Linked DNA regions of Mus musculus: region 1 is linked to region 2. The links are chromatin contacts, called in public Hi-C maps. All regions are on one chromosome and are shown on one strand. Each heading gives the region's core, a stretch centred on a gene start, on an enhancer-like site or on the middle of the called end of the contact. The rest is flanking DNA. Distances are from core to core; before and after follow the strand shown. Region 1 overlaps Sv2c (synaptic vesicle glycoprotein 2c). Region 2 overlaps Iqgap2 (IQ motif containing GTPase activating protein 2).

Region 1 (5,123 bases), core at 2,544-5,043, 280 kb after region 2:
GAACACGTAAGGCATCCTGAGGAAGAACTAGGGAAAAGCCTTTTTGATAGAAGGTAGACACAAATTGGAGAATATCATATTCTATTGTGGTTGGCAGAGAGTGTTCCCACGGAATGCTCTGGAAACAATCCTAGAGTTTAGAATGTCTCCCAGGTATGCTAATCTCATTGCTGGAACGTTATCAATGGAACACTGGACTCCCCCTTGGTTGTCACACCCCTTCCTCCCCATTGATCTCTTAAGATATTCTGAAATTGAGTGAACTTTTGGTGCAAACTTGAGCTCTGATTGGATGAGATTTGCAGATGAGGGCCCATCTACCAATTTATGTGTAACCATTGAGAAGCACTAGATCCATTTAAGGCAGCATTTCGAGAAAATAGTGAAGTAGATGGATAGGGGACTCTAGGATACAGCCATGTGTGGTCTACTTCCAAGTGTCTGTCTTTTAACTGCAGTGTGTCTTCTGGGGCGGTACATTCCCTGGGTAGATAACAATGGCTCTGAACTGAGAAGCACTTAAAACCAGGGGGTGGGCATAGGCAACAGGACAAGTGCTCTAACCTATTGTATGAGTCTTCCCAAGCCAACTCCCACCCTCCTTAGAGACTTGCTTATTCTCTTGGAGAATAAAATAGAACCATTCTTTTTCTCTATAGATGGAGAAACTGAGGACCAGTATGCCCAGTGACTCGATTCTTGGCCTTTTGGCTGAGATCAAGTCCTTCTCCTTAGAAAGATCTCTGCCTGCTTAAGGACCCATTGCTCTTGGGTCATGGGCGAGTACTAGTATGAGATGAGTCGGGAAGTAGGACTGAATGTGAGGCTTACGACCCAATACATAGGGCAGAGCGTCTCACGGAAGCCACAGCTCAGAGCAGCTGGTTAGCTGGTGCTACTATTTGTTTTAATTTCTTTCCCATTGAGAGGAGTCAGAGATAATAAAACGTGGGAGCGTCCTGGGCTGATTCTGAAGAGTAACGGTGGGGATTTTAGTTAGAAAAGGAGTTCAAAATGCAGGTACAGATGGAGCTGTGTCACTTCTGAAACAGCTTTCAATTTCCTTGTCCTGTATGTGAATGACACGGGATAGCAGATGTCTACCCTGGTGTCAAGGCCCATGACACTCATAACTGGGGCTTCTGTCGAATCTCATGGTTGGATCTTAACCTCTAATTATACCTGAACAAGCCACAGCATGTATTTGAGAAGCAACAAGAACCCTGTCGTGGAAAGGAAAGGTTACACACAGTGAAGAGGCTGAGGGAAATGTGTGGGGAGTGGGCAAGACGGCAACCAAGAAGGCTTGTGACCACTGATTGTCCAGGAGGTTATAGAAGAGATCCCTCTTGGGCCACCTGGGAAGCTTGGGGTAGTTGACAGAAATGGTTTTTCTGAAGGGGACAGATGGTCTTATAAAGAAGGGTTCTGTTGGGTCATCCCATGCTGGCCCAACCCAGTGTCCAGATAAAATTCTGAATGACTGTGTCTTGCAGTTTGGAATGTACTTGTAGCTAAATCAGGGAGCAGAGACAATTTGAGAGTAAAGACTATCCAGTAAGATCACTACCACAGCAGGCCAGAGTAGAGAAAGCAATGCCTTTGATTTGTATGGTTTGTTTGCTTGTTTGTTTGTTTGTTTGTTTGTTTTGAATGGGAAGATAGGGATTCATATCTTACTTTTGCAGCAATTTTGTTGCATGCCACATTCAACCAAAAGGTCTGCTCTGGGCCTCAAACATGTTTTTTTCAAAAAGAAAACAACCATGGTGCAAATAGGAGAGAGAAATGAGCCTGCATGGAAAAAAAAATAGATACTCCTTAGGTTTTTGAAACACAGATTTGTTTCCCAGGGATGAGAAACAGAAGCGAGTTCTGTTCTGGCCCTGCCTCATTGGTGTCTTTCAAATCAATCAATGATGCTTCGAAGATTCCCTGGTCAGCTCTGCAGCTCTGGCTCTCATAGCCTGGATGTCCAGGCTCTGAGTACTCAGGTTATCTGCAGGGAACCACTTTCTCTCTGCAGCTTCCCATCTTAACTCAAGGCTGCCCCCTCCACCACGCCTGCATTACTTAATGGGGGCAGTGGATTAATGGTTTATGTTAATCAAAGAGCTTTTCACAGAATTTCAGCTCCAGGAGGGATCAGGGAACATGTGAGGGGAAGGGAGGCAAGGCAGAGGGGACTCCAGGGAGCAGGGCCATCTCTGAACAGATTCTTGGGAACAGAAGTTTCCTTTTTTCTGGAAGGCCCGGGGCTGTGGTCATGCAAGAAAAGCGTAAAATAAGCAAAGAGGATTCCCCCTCCAACAAGACAGAGGCAGTTAAACAAAGAATGCTGTTTAAACACAGGCCTTACGATGGTTGCTATCACAGGCTGCAAATCTACAAGGAGGCTTCAGATTTCAAAGACGCGTAAAAGGATGGGCCTGGGGGAGGGGCACCGGGCAAGAGACTCGAAGGTCCTTTAGCTGACAGCTGGCCCGTGGGAACGTCCTGCTGACCCCTCCCTCCTTCCATGCTCAGGAAGATTCCAGAGGTAAAACAGATATTCACCCACCAGGAAATGCTGTCCTGCCTGCCGGAGGGTTGCTGGGGAGAGCAGGCAGGCTCAAAAACTGTCCAGAGACAAGGCTAGGAGCCCACAGCCTGGGGACACTGGAGGGACATGACCTGATGTGGAGATTTGGGCTAAAAATGTAACAGTGGACAGTTGATCAAAGGAGGGTGGGTGGTGTTGACCCGCAAGGGACCGTACAAGAGAGGCTCCCGTCTGTGTTTCCCAAATGGCTTTGGTTGTGAATTCCAATTTCTATCTAAAAATCTGCCTTGTGCTGCTCAGGTAGGGTTTCGTTGCCAAGTGGGGATAGACTTTAAACTTTTCTTGTTAACAAAACCACCCTAATCATCCTGCCCAAAAGAGCCCCGCCCAGAAGTGCTTGGTGTCACACAATTGTCTTGAAACCCCCTGCTGTAACAGCTAGAGTGGCTGGCAGGCTGTCTTTTTTCTAAGAAAACAGGAAGTATCACTCGGTATGAGAAAAAGAAAGAAAGAAAGAAAGAAAGAAAGAAAGAAAGAAAGAAAGAAAGAAAGAAAGAAAGAAAGAAAGAAAGAAAGAAAGAAAGAAAGAAAGAAAGAAAGAAAGAGAGAGAAAGAAAGAGAGAAAGAAAAAAGAAGAAAAAGAAATCCCTTTCCTCAGCACAAAATTATGCCAATTTAAACTTCCTGTTAGTAGAGCGTCGCCAGCAGGGTCTATTTCTTACACCAGCACAGACTTTTTAGATTCTTGGTGAATGTAGTCCTTGGGGAAGCCTGGTCAACTGAGACATTTTAGGAACACTTCCACTGGGCACTGAGAAGCAGGAACATCACAGTTAGGAAAAGCTAACAGTGCACGGGGGGAGGGGGGGCGGGAAACCCTGCAAATCACACTGGCGGGGTAAGACAATACGCAGCTACACGTTACATCACAGCAAAAGTTTGTGTTCTGATACTTGGCCACCTTTCTATACATTAAAACTCTGAAGCTTTGAGTCAGGCAATACGACCGACCCACGGTGGGAGGAAGGGAATGGCTTTTGTCACGTCACATCAGAACCTGGGTTCGTGTGTCGGGCAGGCGCAGCCCCACGAGTCCTCCACACACGAGCACAGTGGAAGCCAGCAGGATGGGGATGGCTTTGGTGATGCTGACCAAGGAGCCGAAGATTAAGTTTCCCAGGACGGCCGCCGCTTTACAGAGGGCGTTCAAGAAGCCGAAGCCCGTTGCTCTGCAAGGGACAGAAACACAGTCAAGGTTTAGAAAATGATGCTCGGGAGTCCAGCTTTAAACTTACACGTTCTGCGCAGTCACCCTGATGGTCTTTACGTGGTTTGTGCCGTATGTTAGTGAAGCAGATAATTAAAATGCTTGTTAGCAAACGCGGAGGCAGAGAAGCCAGCTGTCACTGCTGCGGCCGGTCTCCTGATGACGTACGTACGACTCTACTGACTCTTATTTTGGTACAGAAGAAGAAAAAAAAGCTCTTTCTTGGTCCAATGTGTTGGAAGGATGGTTCTACTAAGTAAAAGTTAATTTCACTCCGTGTAAGTCCTCTCAGGATAAAAGCAGGCTTAAAGCCTCTTTCCGTAGGAGTCAGCTAGCCTCTGCTTAGCTTGGGAGAAGCTGGGCCACCTCCTCTGTCCAGGGAGTGGGACTGGGCGATCTAGCAGGCTCTCAAGTCTTTACAAAAGTGACTTGTTATTTGTTTTATAAGTGTCCAGAATCTTGGTGACACCTCTTAAATAGAGGAAATAAGGAAATTCAAATTTTGTTCCAGTATAAAATACAACTGCCGTCTGTCAGACACTATCAGCCTGCTTCTCAGCGACTCAGCACCTGTAGTTTACTTACGTCAGCATCCAGTGCTGTGCATTTCGACCATAGCTAAGAGTTCCCACCACCGCTAAGAGTTGCTATGCAACACAGACCCTTTAAAGGGCATCTGTCAACATCACGGTGTGTGTGTGTTCTCTCTCTCTCTCCCTCTCTCTCTCTTTCTCTCTCTCATTTTGTCCCTCTCGTTTTAACTGTCTCTCAGTCTGTCTGTCTCATGTCCCCACTCTGAGACTGTTTTTGCTACCCCACCCCCAAACCTCTTGCTTTAGGTTTGTTGCACAGGGTGATCTCTTAACAGCACACCCGGACCCACCCAGGTCCCTTCCAATGCTTTACCCTATTGATAGTGATTTGGCAATGGGTTTCTTTAGGATTATTTTATTTTCATTTTCCTCTTATTAGTTATCTAAATGAATATTCCTAGATTTTATTTTTATACTCATTTATTCATCTAGTGTGTATGTGGAGATCAGAGACCTTGCAGGAATCAGTTAGCACTTAACTTACAATCCTCCTGTCTCAGCTTCTTGAGAACTATGATTATAGGGTATTTGCTGCCAGGTCAGTATAATGTGCTCAATTTTAAAAACATTTATTTATTTATTTATTTACTTACTTACTTACTTACTTATTTCTTTATTTATATGAATACACTATTGCTGTCTTCAGACACACCAGAAGAGGACATCAGATCCCCTTACAGATGGCTGTGAATTCATTGAACTCAGGTTGTCTGGAAGGACA
Region 2 (4,464 bases), core at 1,355-3,854:
CCTAACACTCAGAAGGCAGAGGCAGGTGGATCTATGAGTTTGAAGCCATCACGGTCTACAGAGTATGTTCCAGGACAGCTAGGGCTACACAGAGAAACCTTGTCTCAAAAAACTAAAAGTAGTTATTGCACAAGGGAATCAATTGACTAGTTACAAGGTTGAATGTTTTTCTGTATGTCAAAAATAAAAATATATTAAAGATGTTATTCACATTATCTAAGTCTTAAATTCACAGGGGTCAACTAAAAAAGAAATAAAAGACTTCAAATTATATACTATATTTTGGGATATTTTAAAATACATCATTATAAAGATGTCAAACTCAAAAGACCCCCCCCAAAAAAAAACATTTTTTTTAAATCAACACTTAAAAAAAAATCCATGCTAGAGAGATGATTCAGGAGATAAGAGTACTGGCTGCTCTTCCAGAGGACCCAGATTTGGTTCCCAGCACCCACTTGGTGGCTTAATAACCATTAATAATTCTAGTTACAGGGGATCTGATGCCTTTTCTTCTGGCCTGCAGGGGCACCAGCAAGCACATGGTGCATAGTATAACCTGGCCAAAGACTCATACAAATGAAGTTAAAGAAAAAAAAGAAGAAGAAAAAAAAAAAGACCCTCCAAACATAAACACACCAAAGCAAATCAAACCAAAATTTAAAGAAATAAAACCAAACAAACTTAAGAGTTTAACACAATTGTTAAAAATATTGAAAAATGGGTTTAGAAATTTTCAAATGACTTCATAATATTGGTTGGTAAAGATGAGTTTCTGTGTAAGAAGACAGGACCTGAGGAATTTATTGGCACAGGCAGGTTGGGATTCAACAGGACCACGGAGGCTTGGGGTTCTGTAGCTCTGATGCTTTGTGCAATGAGCATGCTGGAACGTGGCTCACACTGTGAGCAGTAAAGATGTAAACAGCCACAGCTAAAGGATTCTTAATCACGTGACCATTTAGAAATGCTGCCATGGGACTGCGGCAGGGTGGCATTTCTGAGATGAGAGGAGAAACTGCTGTCGGATGTCATCAGCAAGTATTCACAAAAATGGATCATCAACGTGATGGAGACAGGGAAGTGTTTCCAACTGCGCCAATCACTGGGACTCCACAAGAGTGTGGCTGTCAAAAGCCAAGAAAACTCTCAACAGTTCATACGTTTGGTGGGTCTTGCAGGTACAATTATGTGAAAAAAAAATATATATATAATGTATATGTAATACACACACACATACACACACTAGACCTCCTCAGAATCTTTCTGTTAGAAATATTCATTGCTACCTTCTACACAAAGGTGACTGAGTTAGTGGATATTTTATCTTTACGGGAGCAGAAATACTATCGAGAAGGCTAAGCTGACTCCACAACAGGCTTCAGATTAGTTCAGGAGATGAGGCCTAAATCCTTGTTTCCAAGAATGAGGCAAGTCCAGGTAAGTCCTGCCTTCAGAAGCTGCCCACCACCTGGTCTGAGGCAAGGACAATGGGTCAGCAGCAGTTTCCAGACCTCCCCAGCAACAGTTTCCAGCCCCCACACCCTGGTAATTTAATGTCCCTAGAGATGGGAGTAAGACAAAGGTCACCTACCCCAGAATCCCCAAATGTGCTTTAAGTCAGCCTGAGAGCTCACTTGGTTGTGTCTATTTTGGTAATTGGGAGACCCCAACATGCTGGACTTTTGTAGAATAAAATACTCTTTGTGTTTACCAACTATTTTGAGTCTGGAGTATCATTCTTTGGCAAACTATGGACCCTTAAGCTATATATGCTTTAGATTTAATTTGTCAAAATTCTCCATTTCTCTCTCTCAGCTTTGAAGTTTTCTATCCAGTATGTCTGCCTCTGTCCACGCTCATAAACTGCAAGATCTTCCAATAAACAAGCATGGGTCTAACAGTGGAGCAAAGAAGCTGTTATGATGTAAAAGGAGACAAAAGTTTAAATCATAAAGCCAGTTAGAAACAGCTTTTTATATAGTAAAACTGTTTTCTTAGCTGCTATGGGAACTTGCAGGAAAAGTTACAGTAGCCACCTTATTCTGTTTTCTGGTGCTATAAATATATTTACTGTGTGATGTTGAAATACTGGTGACTACTCCTCTTCTTTATATATCTTCAATGTTAATCTCCAGAAAACCAGAGGTGCTGAACCAGCTGCCCCGCTTGATAACGGGTACCCCAAACTCTAATCATGATGCTAATGCCATTGTTGTACAGGGGGGCTAGGAAACTGAACAATTCCTTCCCGTCTTTCTAATGTCTGGCAAACGCACAAGGCTAAGTGTATTAGGTCAGCACCAGGGATGCCCTTAAGGGGACTCCCCTACTTTGCATCCCTCAGGCTCTGAAGTTGCTTCACACAAGCCATTTCTTCTTTTGGCTTGAATGCTTGTGGCCTTCCTCCCTTAAAGTTCAGTAAGTAACTCCTAGGGCCGAGATTTAAATTTATGCTTTACTTCTGTGCGTGTCACATCTGTACGAATATCTGTAGAGGCCTAAACAAGGTGTTGGGTCTCCTGGAGCTATAGTTATAGACAGATGTGAACCATATGACATGGATGCTGGATCCAACCAGAGTCCTCTGGAAGAGCAGTAGTGCTCTTAACTGATAAGCTATCTCTCCAGCCCACTCAGCCTTTCCTAAGAGATGTAACCCAGTTTTCATTAGTCAGGGGAAAAGCTTTCCACTGTAGTTATATGTTTGTCCTGTTGGATAATTTTTCTTTCTTTTTATCTCTTCCCACAGAAACAGCAGCGATCCCCACCATGTGCCCTCTGAGTCACGTCTCCCACCTCATCAGGGACCAAACACTGAGCACTTGAGAGCTGCACACCAGGGGATGTCTTCAGTGGGAACTATGCAGTTCAAGCCTCACAGTCCTGCCAGGCATCAGGATTTTTACATGACGAAATGTCCTCCCAACTTCAGGCCTGTTTGAATACTTGTCAATGTCTATCTTTCACTCTGAACTTTCAATCATTTACACTTGATGATGTCACAGTTTCCTTTACTTGCCATGGTTGTTACTGATCCATTTGCCCCACCCTGCCGCACACACATTGCTTCATTATTAAATTCCTTGGGAATTACAATATAAATTTTTCTTGAAAAATATCAATGTTTACTTCACTTACATTTTATAAATTATATTCATTTTCTATATAGTTGATGTAAATAAAATTTCCTTTGCTTATGATGATTTTTTCTGGCTTACTTTTTTTTTTTTTTTTTTTTTTTTTTTGGTGTTGGGAACCGGACCCAGAACTTCAGGAATGCTAGTAAACACTCTACCACTGAGCCATACACTCAGCCCTAAACAATTCTGTTAGAGACTTCTAATTGTTCTAAGACTGGGTGATTTATTGGGGGCGTAGTGTAGAGTAGTTGCCTAGCATACACAAGGCAGTGGGTCCAACTGCCATCACTGGGAACAGTGGCTTCCCTCCAAAGGTGTTGATTGGACACCTTCTGATGAACTCCAAATACAGCTTGGATCTGGCTGGCATGGGCCAAGAAGATTTGGTTCTGTATTCTCCTTCAAAAATTTTAAGACTATATGTCTGGGTCAGTCACCTGTCTAGAAAGTGTAAATTGTTTTGTCTAGGTGGAAACCTTCCAGTATTTCTTTAATGAGACATCTATTAGCAACTTTGCTGAGAAATTAGGTTAACATGATGCTTTCTGCCTCCTGGTCATTTGGTTTTATGGGTCAGTGGATTCACTTCTGGGCTGCATCAGTGTAATTACCTCACTGTTAGACATCATGGGATTGATGTTGGAAATTCGTCAGATGGAAGGAAAGAAGGCAAGATGGAGGAGTTTTGAGTTTAGTGACAATCCTAAACTACGGCTGAGGTAGAGGAGCAAGGCCCCACCTGATCATTTCAGTCCTAAAACAGCACTCTGGTAACTTCCGCATTGGGTTCCACTACAAAGGACAATCAATCTCTAAGGGTGAGCTCTTCAGGCAGAGTCCCAATTGCAACATTGTATCAAGACTGGAGAGCTCAGGGCTGGTCCAAATTGTATCACATTGGTTGATATTTTGGATTTTGTACCTAATTAGAGTTAGCTTTTAGGGGTTTAGATGATTCTATTTTTAGGCTATGTTTTCAACAGATAAGCTAGAAAGATTTTGCATTAGAAACTCATTGGCTCACATAGAAAAAGCTAAGTGTAAGGTCTACAACAGAGATTTCTTTTAAAAAAAAAGCCATTTAAGTCCTGCTGACATTTTGAGCAAATAAAGTACTCCAACATATATGAAAGATACAAGAACACTAAGTTATCCTCCATCCCAAATAACATAAAGGCAAGGCACAGAAGTTCATCAATAGCTATGAAAGAGAAACTCTACTACCAAAACACCTTCAGTTTGGGAAACTTCAGATAGATACCAGCTAAAGCAAAGGCCTTCAAGCTCCGCCAATCATTGACGTGCTTGTGTTAGCCTCTGG

Evidence for each region. Hi-C and Micro-C count contacts between places; a contact is called where the count stands out from the background.
Region 1: a Hi-C map of the G1E-ER4 cell line shows a contact between it and region 2, with 6 times the contacts expected there. The contact joins two enhancer-like sites. A contact is called at or near these places in 2 of 39 promoter capture datasets (liver and pre-B cells), 2 of 15 datasets of contacts at CTCF or cohesin (CD8 T cells and the G1E-ER4 cell line), 7 of 484 Hi-C or Micro-C datasets (CD8 T cells, CD8 central memory T cells, the G1E-ER4 cell line and 2 more), 3 of 115 datasets of contacts at active chromatin or transcription factors (embryonic stem cells and memory CD8 T cells) and 3 of 9 other capture datasets (adipose tissue, liver and pancreatic islet).

What each region holds. Positions count from the first base shown.
Region 1 is chr13:95,957,693-95,962,815 of GRCm38.p6, forward strand. It overlaps Sv2c (synaptic vesicle glycoprotein 2c), which reads right to left. Exons shown (of 13, transcript NM_029210.1): 13 at 1,751-3,771. The coding sequence ends at 3,588. Among named protein-coding and RNA genes, the nearest start is that of Gm24032, 63 kb to the left of the region's middle. Within about 2 kb of position 3,794, at least 126 of the 459 cell types and tissues checked have an H3K27ac peak or open chromatin away from gene starts, as enhancers often do. A contact at or near this core is called in the G1E-ER4 cell line, where this site is marked.
Region 2 is chr13:95,677,032-95,681,495 of GRCm38.p6, forward strand. All of the region lies in intron 17 of Iqgap2 (IQ motif containing GTPase activating protein 2), which reads right to left. It overlaps Gm33074 (a long non-coding RNA gene), which reads left to right. Exons shown (of 2, transcript XR_382776.3): 2 at 2,753-3,206. Among named protein-coding and RNA genes, the nearest start is that of Gm48745, 5.8 kb to the right of the region's middle. Within about 2 kb of position 2,605, at least 27 of the 459 cell types and tissues checked have an H3K27ac peak or open chromatin away from gene starts, as enhancers often do. A contact at or near this core is called in the G1E-ER4 cell line, where this site is marked.